Linked DNA regions of Capra hircus: region 1 is linked to region 2. Evidence: chromatin contacts called from public Hi-C data. All regions are on one chromosome and are shown on one strand. The core of a region is the stretch at or near the end of the contact, and the rest is flanking DNA. Distances in the headings are between cores, read along the strand shown. Region 1 holds the start of C23H6orf89 (bombesin receptor-activated protein C6orf89 homolog). Region 2 overlaps FGD2 (FYVE, RhoGEF and PH domain-containing protein 2).

Region 1 (5,086 bases), core at 718-3,217, 130 kb after region 2:
AGGATAATTGTGTCTTTCCAACCATGTTGTTAATCAATTACAAGGTGATATATCTAAAACATTTGTCTTATTACCCAAATTAAATACGTAATAATTATAATAACATGAAGTCCAAATTACTTAGCATGACCCACTGGTTACTGCCTATCTGTTCAGTCTAGTTTCCCATTCTTTCCTCATATTCTTTGCTGCCATACTATTTCACACCTTTCTGCTTCTGTACACATAATTTTCTGTTTACAAAAACTATCCTCCTGTGCTTTGTCCAATGAGTGAACACTATTTCTGCCCTTTGAATCTCAGCCCTTCATTTCTGCCCTTTGAACCTTAAACACAACCCTAGCACCCTGTATTACATCTATTCCTTGTCTTCCTTGCCACGAAACTGTTTCTTGAAAGCAGATTTTTTGGAGAAAATAACAACACAAACTAATAACAGACATGGAAATTCACCTCAGAGATATGGAACCTTATCACTGCCTGTTGAACAATTTATAGAAAAGACCTAATCATTTTGTTCACAAACTAGCGGTTTATTTTACTTATTTTTCAAAAACACATCAGCCTAATGAGAGTTTAGGTGAGCAAGATAGGAACTTCACACTTAGATTTTGTGTGTGTGTAGCTTTAAATAGCTGTGGAAGAACAGGGATTTGAACTGGGTCTTGAAAACTGTTTTGGTCTAAAGCAGAAAGGGCAGACAGGGCCTGTGGTATTCGAATTGGTGGATGTGAACTTCAGTCAAAACTTCAATGTAGCAAAGCTAAATTTAGGTTAAAGCATGTCCTTCCTTAAAGGGAAACTGTCATAACTCAAACAAGCAAATTTATTAAGGGAAAGATGTCCATGGAAGATTCCACTATGGGAACAACCAAATGAGCAAATAGGAAAAGTCAGAAATTATTCTGGAAGTAGTCTCTATTATGAGTGAAAGTGTTAGTCGCTCAGTCTGACTCTTTGCAACCCCACGGACTGTAGCCGGCCAGGCTCCTCTGTCCTAAGAATTCTCCAGGCAAGAATACAGGAATAGGTTGCCATTTCCTCCTCCAGGGGATCTTCCTGACCCAGGGATTGTACCCACTTCTGCATTGCAAGCGGATTCTTTATCATCTGAGCCACCAGGGAAGCCCCTATCATGAAGAGAAGGCCAAATACCTTAAAACTGGTGTAATGGCAAATACCAAGGATATGCAGGCTCTTAGACCAGAAAAGAAGTGTGGCTTGCAGGACTAATGATCTTAAAACACTACGCAACATGAAGCAGGCAAATTTCCTTGTTCTAAATGGAGATTACAAACAGCTCATTTAATCAAGCCAATAAACCAAGTCATATTCCTTTCTGAAATCCGAGATGCCATGTTTATCATAAAAAAAAATTTTTTTTTTTAATTCCTTCCCTAACAATTATCAGAAAAAGATGTTTCGGAGTGGAGCGGGAAATCTACTGTAAACATTCAAAAAAAAAAAAAAAAAAAGACAAAGCTAAAAGGGCAATGAAATATAGACTTCGCTAGGACCGCTGTTTTGGTCACTATTGTGACCCCGCGAAACAAGTTCAATTAGGGCGGAACTCTCTGCTCTCCCCGGCAGAGGCAAGGGAAAAAAGGGAGAAGTCTTTTAAGAAAGTTGACCCCGGGGGGTTGGTGAAGGGTGCTGTCAGTCCGCAAAACGGCAAAGGCTCAGAGAAGGGGTCAGCGCAGGGGCAGGAGTGGCACTGGCGCGGAAAGGTGGGCTGCGCGAGGAGTTTACAGACGGGTGCGGCGACAGTGTTGTCACGAAGCTGCCTCCCCCCTCCCGGCCTCGGGCCCCAGTCACTTACATGCGGGGCCCGCGCCCCCTCGGGCTCCTCCCGCCTCGGGGACAGCAAGCCGCCGGGCGAGGAGGATAGGCCGACAACTTCCTACTTCCGGGCGCGCAACCCGGAAGCAACTCCCACTCCACAGACGAGGCCGCGCTCCTTCTTCCCGCCGGAAGCTTCCGCCAGAAGTAGAACTGGCGATGTCTCGGAGAACTTGGGAACTATCACGAGATCTGGAGAGCACGGCTTCTTGCTCCCCCTGGCGGCCAGTTCTTCCCTCTCGGCCTTCTGCAGTCCTCGCCAGCGGTCTCTTTGTGAGACAATGCCGACTTCATCGCTGAACTAATTCACTCAATGAGTATTTGTTGAGCCTCCTACTATGTGACAGGCAGCGTGTTAGGCATTAAGAGAAGGAAGTGGGAGGGATAACGTAAGAAATCTAAAAGAAAGGCAGACAAATAGATCACTCAAATTTACGCACGGCACACTCATTATACACTCTGTATACACTCTGTATACACTCTCATTAATGTTTACTCTTTGCCACACATTACAAAGGACTTTATATTCGTGAAACTTCTTCAACAACCTTCATTTACCCTCTTACTAACCAAGCTGAAGTTTATGGGAAGGTTAAATTGCTCGAGATTAGCGTCTGCCTGTTGGAGAAGGCAATGGCACCGCACTCCAGTACGCTTGCGTGGAAAATCCCATGTATGGAGGAGCTTGCTGGGCTGCAGTCCATGGGGTCGCTAAGAGTCAGACACGACTGAGCGACTTCACTTTCACTTTTCACTTTCACGCAATGGAGAAGGAAATGGCAACCCACTCCAGTGTTCTTGCCTGGAGAATCCCAGGGACGAGGGAGCCTAGTGGGCTGCCGTCTATGGGGTCGGACAGAGTCGGACACGACTGAAGCGACTTAGCAGCAGCAGAGTCTGCCTGCAGTGCGGGAGACTTGGGTTCGATCCGTGGGTTGGGAAGATCCCCTGGAGAATGAAATGGCAACCCACTCCAGTAATCTTGCCTGGAAAATTCCATGGACTGAGGAGCCTGGTAGGCTACAGTCCATGGGGTCGCAAAGAGTCGGACACACGGAGCGACTTCACGTTCGCTCTGCTCAGATTCTGATCTGGAACACGCCCTGTGTGAATGTTGAACTGAACTGGATAAGGCATGCTTGCTCAGTCATGTCTGACTCTCTGTGACCCCATAGCCTGTAGCCCTCCAGGCTCCTCTGTTCATGGAATTCTCCAGGCAAGAATACTGGAGTGAATTGCCATTTCCTACTCCAGGGGATCTTCCTGACCTTGGGATTGAACTCCTGTCTCCTGCATTGCTGGCTGATTCTTTACCACTATGCCACCTGGGAAGCCCAACTGCATAAGGACAGGGTCCCTAACATAGGTTATTGACAGTCTACTTGGTGAGAAGAAAATCGGAGACAAGCATTTAGACAGTGATGGAATGTGGCACCAAATTAAAGATCGAGAAGAGAGAAGGAGAGTCTACTACAGACAGGATGAGTAGACAGGAGATGGAACAGGGGAGACTGGGTGAAGTTTGGTAAAGCACTGCAAGGAAAAAGACTAGCTTGGGCAGCACACTGAAAGCTGGGAATGCTGATTGCACATATAAGGCTTGGATAATAAAGTAGTCCAAAATCTGACTGGAGAAGTCAGTGAGCGGTCAATGATGAAGGGCCTTCAAGCTCAGGCCAAGTGATTTGGGATTTTAATAGGCAAAGAGAAACCGTTTAATACTTCATGGCAATATCTTATAGTATTTCAGAGGAGGGCTTTGGCTGCTGTGTGTCAAATAGATTACTAGAGGGAAACCAAAGGGAAGGGAAGCTCCAGCAAAGGAGCTTCTGAACTAATCCTGGTGTTAAAGGTCTGAAGCAGCAGTGGGAATGGGAAGAAAGGAATACAGTTTGGGGACCTTTGGAAAAAAGAGTTGACATGTTTGATGATGTGTCATTTACAGGGAGCAGAGATAAAGAGGATGATCCTTAGGATTCCAGCTCAAAAATGATGTTATAATTTTGTTTTTAATAAGGGGCATTTACTCAGAAGACACATTAAACTTAGATACAGAATAAATGAAGTAAGTACAAGCTGCAATCTAATAGTGAACTTAGAACAGGAATCTAGGCCTCTTTGTCAATTCTGCCCTGAAGTCACTGACACCTAATGTTCTCTTGGGAATAAAAAGTCCAACCAAAGCTGAGCTTCTTGAGTAAGGATTTTGGAATGAGCCAGCAAGGTGCTGTCTTATGCTTCTGTTAAACCCCAATGCATCTTCACCATGCCCTAAGCCTCCCAAGATATGTAGTAAGGAACTACGTAAGGTCCCGAGGAAGGAAACTCGGATAACAACAGACAGGACCAACAATGAAAACTTTTCCATCCAGCTCAAAGGCCATAAAGAGGGCATGAACACAAGACTGCAGGAAGTGTAAATTCATTATACCTTACATCAGCACAGCTTTCATCAGTCTAAAATGCAAGTTTCTTTTTTTAAATAATTTTATTCATTTACTCATTTTGTTCATTTATTTATGGCTGTGCTGGGTCTTCATTGCCGCACAGGCTTTTCTCCAGCTGAAGAGAGCAGGGGCTACTCTGCGTTGCAGTGCGTGCGCTGCTCAGTGCGGTGGCTTCTCTGGTCGCGGTGCATGGGCTCTGGGTGCACAGGCTTCAGTAGTTGCGGTGCCCAGGCTCCAGAGCCCAGGCTCAGGAGTTGTGTGGCACACGGGCTTAGTTAGTTTAGTTAAGGTGGTGCCTGGGATCTTCCTGCAGGGATTCATGCCAGGCAGATTGTTTACCACTGAGCCACCAGTGGTAAACATTTAGGGAAGCCCCTAAAATATAATTTTCTGTTTATTATTCATTCAATGAAACTTAAGCATCCTATGTTCAGTGCTCTGCGAGGAGGGCACAAAGATGAACGTGGCTCAGTTATTCTCTCAAGGAGCGCACTGTCTGGTTTGACCTTTCCAATCTTGTATACCCTTATTCCTGCCTGGCAATTAAGGAAACTAGGGCTGAACTGTGGTCAAGAGCACAGGGTCACAGCTGCGGTACTTTGAGCAAGTTATCTCTGCAAGTCTCAGTTTCCTCAAAATAAAAGGGGGAATAGTGATATCTACCTCTTGTGGGTTTGAAGATTAAGTGTTGTCAAAAGTTCAAAAATAAGCTACAAGGATATATTGCAGAGCACAGGGAATATGGCCAATATTTTATAATAACTATAAATGGAGTATAACCTCTACGAATTGTGAATGAG
Region 2 (4,888 bases), core at 1,259-3,758:
CACACGCACACACGCACACACTCAGCACCCCTCCCTCCCCCACAGTCACAACCCTTGGGGCCCTGGAGCTTTTGTTCTGATACCTGCAACCAGGAGATCATTTCCTCCTGGGACCTGCTCAGAAAGAGAACACAGGTGTTGAGGGGAGCGGCCCCTCCCAGCTTTCCCATCTCTCCCCTCCCCACCGACCCGCCCCTGCTTACCGGGCTCGCAGCTCCAGGGTTCGCTGCTTCCCGGACACCAGGAAGGAGTGGGGGAACTCTGCGTCAGTCAGCTCCCGCACCTGCTCCAAAGAGAGGGAGAGATGGCTCAGGCTCCCGCCCGCCCCCCCCAGGCACTGTGGTGGGGAGGGAGGAGGATCGTGCCCCAGGGACAATTCAAACAGAGAGACAAGGATGGGGAGCTTGCTCAGTGGCTCCCCATTCCGTCTAGCCCAGCAAAGGTGCCCCGAGCTGGCCTCGATCAACAGAGCAGACGGGACCTGGGGCTCCCAGAACTTCAGCAGATAAGCCTGCCCAGGGTGAGGCGGGGACTCCCGACAAAAGGGTCACCAAGATGGAAACTGGCTCACACGCTGGGTTTGGGGACACGGCTTTTCCAATAGCAGACATAGGGCCTAGGATGAAACCCTCTGCCCCATATCGTGAATGAAGGAATTGATAACAGCTCGACAGACCGGACAGATCTCCACCTCCTGTCCTCCACCACCCTCATCCCAGAACTCCGCAGGTTCCGAGGCCGCTGTGAAGGCTGCCGGTCACAAAGCGCTTCGCTGAGCACCCGCACGTGTTCTCATTTAATGGGCACAACTGCTGAACCCACTGATCAGTTCTAACACTTAACGGCCACCACGTGTCCCTGAGGGCACTGCCTGCCACCGGCTGCAGTCCTCTGGCACAGCTGAACCCGTGGTCATCTACCAGTTTCTGGGGAATATGGGGGCCCATGGGACACAGTGAATGACACCACTGGGGTGCGGTCAGCAGAATCCAGACTGAGAGCGACTCTGCCAGAGAAATGATCTGATTTTCAATTAATAAATGAGAGGAAAGTAGGAGAGGGAAGTATGATAGATAAAGGGCATGTAAGAAGCATATCAGAAATGATTCACACAGATCAGCTGTGAGAAGGCAATTACGACCCAGCCAAGGAGAACCAAGGGATCTCTCTGTTATTAAATAAGTATCATTAATTTGTTAGATGTAATCATGGTACTGTTGGCATCTTTTAGGGCAAAAAAAAGAGAAAAGAGTCCTTGGGCCTTCACTGGCGGTACAGTCTGAGTTTCCACTGCAGGAAGCAAGGGTTTGATCCTCAGCTGGGGAACTAATATCCCACATGCAGCATGGAATGGCCAAAAAATAAAATAAAATATCTTTTTTAAAAAACAGTTCCCAAAAAAAAAAAAAAAAAAAAAAAAACAGTTCCTGCCTCTTACAAAGACATACTGAAGTATTTATAGGTGAAATGATTGCGTGTCTGAGATTTGCTCTTAAATAATCCATTGGAAAAGGGGACTAGAAGGGGGGTTGCTGAAGAGACCAGTTTTGAGTTGACAGTCATCCTAACCAGGTGATGAATATATGAGGTACCATTTTCTCCCCTTAAAAGTGTCCATAATAAACAGATGTGAATGAAAATCTTTACAGCAATCTTGAGAGGCAGATATTATCACCCTCATTTGGGAGATGAGGAAATGGAGGTCAGAGAGGACAAGAGACCTGCTTGGGGTCACACAGCATCTAAAGAGCAGAATGAAGATTCAGACTCAGGGTTTCGGTCCTCATGGGTAAGGTAGAAGCACGTCTCTTTCTACTCTACCCCAGAGCCCGGTAAACACAGATGCCTCCCAGGCCGTGTGAAGACAGGGTCATGAAAGGAAGTGAAGACACAGACCTGGAGCCCAGGGGCCTAGCATGGAGGGACGTGAACCCACCTGACACTTGGCCCCTCTGCAGCTCCCTGCCGCAAGGTGAGCAGGCCTTGGCACACTTTCAGGCCGCCCACCACTCCTGCAAGAGCATGACTTGCTCACGAGAGGCCTGGTCTATTCACTGGGCCCACAGAACCTGCCCGTTGCCTCTAGAAGGGGCTGGATGTGACCTGCTCTTGATACCCTTGACAATGCGGAGGCTCAAAGGGTCTATATCAGGAATCTGGCAAGACTCCATGACTGACTGGGGGAGGGAGAGGGACAAGAAGGGAGAAATCTAAGGCTTGGAGGCCAGAGCTGGGAAGAAACATGACGCTTTTCATAGTAAAGGGGAACTGGGGAGATCCCTGACCTGAGGGACCACCTCTGCAGGGGTGCAGGATGTAGGTTTCTGAAGGACAGTTTCCCGAGCTGGGCTGTGCCCAGGCTCAACCACCAGACTTGGCAGTCAGGTCCCTGCCAGCCCATGCAGTGCCTTTGTGCTAATTAGAAAAAGACACCTCTTCCTCAAAACACTTTACTGACATCTGTTGGCAAACTGATGTAATAGTCAAGAGTCTGGTTTGTTGAACCCGAGACTTGACTGCCATCTGCCGGACAATGAGAACTGTCTATATGCAACCTGTGCTGTCTGCTGTGGCTGCCGAGCGCTCGTTTTAGCTGGGAGGTGCTCGTGCAGTGCCCAACCTGCACAGCTGTCCATGGAGACGCAGTTGTCTTGGGTCCATGAGTGCCCAAGGGCCCACACCCAGGATGGCCCTGTGCAGAATGGCACAAAGATAGGACCCAGGCAGGCCAGGAGGAGAAGGGGACGACAGAGGATGAGATAGTTGGATGGCATCACCGACTCAATGGACATGGGTCTGAGTAAACTCCGGGAGTTGGTGATGGACAGGGAGGCCTGGCGTGCTGCAGTCCATGGGGTCGCAAAGAGTCGGACACGACTGAGTGACTGAGCTGAACTGAGCCCCTGGGGGGTGGAAATCAGCTGCTGAGATCCAGGGCTCCCTGACACTCAGGAAGGAGAGAGGCCGGGGGGTATGGGCTAGTGGGAGCCATCATAGTGGTCAAAGACCAGCCCTGCCTCCAAACCTCAGACTCAGAAAATGATTCCTGTACAAACGCGGCTGGGTGGACAGCTCTGCACCCGCCAGGCCCGCGCCATCCAGGAGAGGGCGCTGTGTGACCACCAGAGCACCAGACACGCCCTGCAGTGATTGTGTTCGCCGAGACTGGCAGACGCCGGGAAGACGGCGCACACATCCTGAGCGTCAGACACTCTAGGGAACATATTTATGGATTTCCTCTTAACGACTCTGTTTTGGTCTCTATATTTCTTGGCTTTTCTGTCAATCTTTGCCTCTCTTTTTCTATGCCTGGGTCTCTGCCAGTCCTAAGACAGGGCTGCCAGTCTCCAATTTCTCTAGTCTCAATTTCTCAATTTCTCAGTCTCACCCACCACGGCGCCCAGACGTACAAGCGCATGCCTGCTCTGGCCTCTGGGACATTCTGGCCACATTCAGTAAGAGAAGCTGGATGACACAGAGTAGGGGGCTGCGTTCCCAAAAGACCTCAGTCTGCTGAGGCATGGGGGGCGGACTGGGAGCCCCCAGAAGCTGCCCATGTCCAGCCATCAGCTCTCATCACCCTCAGACTACACCCCACCCCCAGCCCTTGTTTCAGCCCCAAATGCCAGGCAATCCAAGTCAGGAGCGGGGGCAAGGCCCTCCTGCAGGGGCTCTCAGACCTCAGGAGGTCTCCAGGGTCAGAATTGGGCTGCCTCCTGGGGCAAATCCTGGGAGATGTCATGTGGGGTAAGGAGAGGGAAAGGGGAGATGGAAAGATACTAAGATGGGCCAGATCTGACCTCTGTTTCTTCCAGCCCCGGCCACCGGGACTTAGGAGCCATCAGAGAGGGGTGGCCCAGAGGGTTTTCTTCCCATTTCCTCCACTATGCCTGCAGTTCCACCCTATGCTTTATCCCTCTGGGTTGAAGCCTTAATAGGAGACAGTATAGTATGCTGGTTAGATACAGAGGCTCTGGACTCTGTTATATCTGGGCTTGATCATGCAAACAAGGATTTGCTGTGTGAGCCCCAAGCAAGTTACTTAATCTTTCTGAAAGAGAAAGTGAAAGTCACTCAGTCGTGTCCAACTCTTTGTGACCCTATGGACTATAGAGTCCATGGGATTCTCCAGGCCAAAATACTGGAGTGGGTAAGCCTTTACCACTGAGCCAGCTCTTTACCAGCTGAGCCACAAGGAACCCCAAGAATACTGGAGTGGGCAGCCTATCCCGTCTCCAGCGGAACTTTCCGACCCAGGAATCGAACCGGGTCTCTGCATTATAGGCAGATTGTTTACCAACTGAGCTATCAGGGAGGCCCTAACCTTTCTGGGCCTTGTTTTTTTTTAATCAGTGTTTAGGTTCACAGCAAACCTGAGAGGAAGGTACAGAGATTTCCCAGATGCCCCCTGTGCCCATACGTGCACAGCCTCTCCATTAATAACACTTCCCCACCAGAGCGGTACATGTGTTAGAATCAACAAACCTGTCATCATTACCCAAGGTTCATAGTTCACATCACACTTCACTCTTGGTGTTGTACACATTCTGTGGGTTTGGATAAATGTATAATAACTGATATCTACCATTATATAGACAGAGGAGTCCATGGGGTCACAAAGAGTTGGACATGACTTAGCAACTAACCAACAGCAACCATTATAGCACCATACAAAGCAGTCTCACCACCCTTAAAATCCTGCGTTCATCCCTCCCTTCCCAACCCCAGTAACCACTGACCCTCTCGCTGTCTCCATCCAGAGAGAAAATGCCTCTTCCAGGATGTCACAGCATCGGAATCAGACAGTAGACGTGCACGTATGTATGTACGTAGAATCAGACAGGAGGCGTGCACCGTATGTATGTATGTAGAATCAGACAGTAGACGT

Evidence for each region. A called contact is a pair of places that touch in the nucleus more often than the background predicts.
Region 1: a Hi-C map of blood shows a contact between it and region 2, with 6 times the contacts expected there. The contact joins the promoter of C23H6orf89 here to the enhancer-like site in region 2. A contact is called at or near these places in 2 of 5 Hi-C or Micro-C datasets (both in blood).

The regions. Positions count from the first base shown.
Region 1 is chr23:37,950,773-37,955,858 of ARS1.2, forward strand. It overlaps C23H6orf89 (bombesin receptor-activated protein C6orf89 homolog), which reads right to left and starts at 1,968. Exons shown (of 9, transcript XM_013973851.2): 1 at 1,820-1,968.
Region 2 is chr23:37,820,998-37,825,885 of ARS1.2, forward strand. It overlaps FGD2 (FYVE, RhoGEF and PH domain-containing protein 2), which reads right to left. Exons shown (of 16, transcript XM_018039186.1): 10 at 204-283; 11 at 84-114. Among named protein-coding and RNA genes, the nearest start is that of FGD2, 21 kb to the right of the region's middle. Within about 2 kb of position 2,509, at least 4 of the 5 cell types and tissues checked have an H3K27ac peak or open chromatin away from gene starts, as enhancers often do.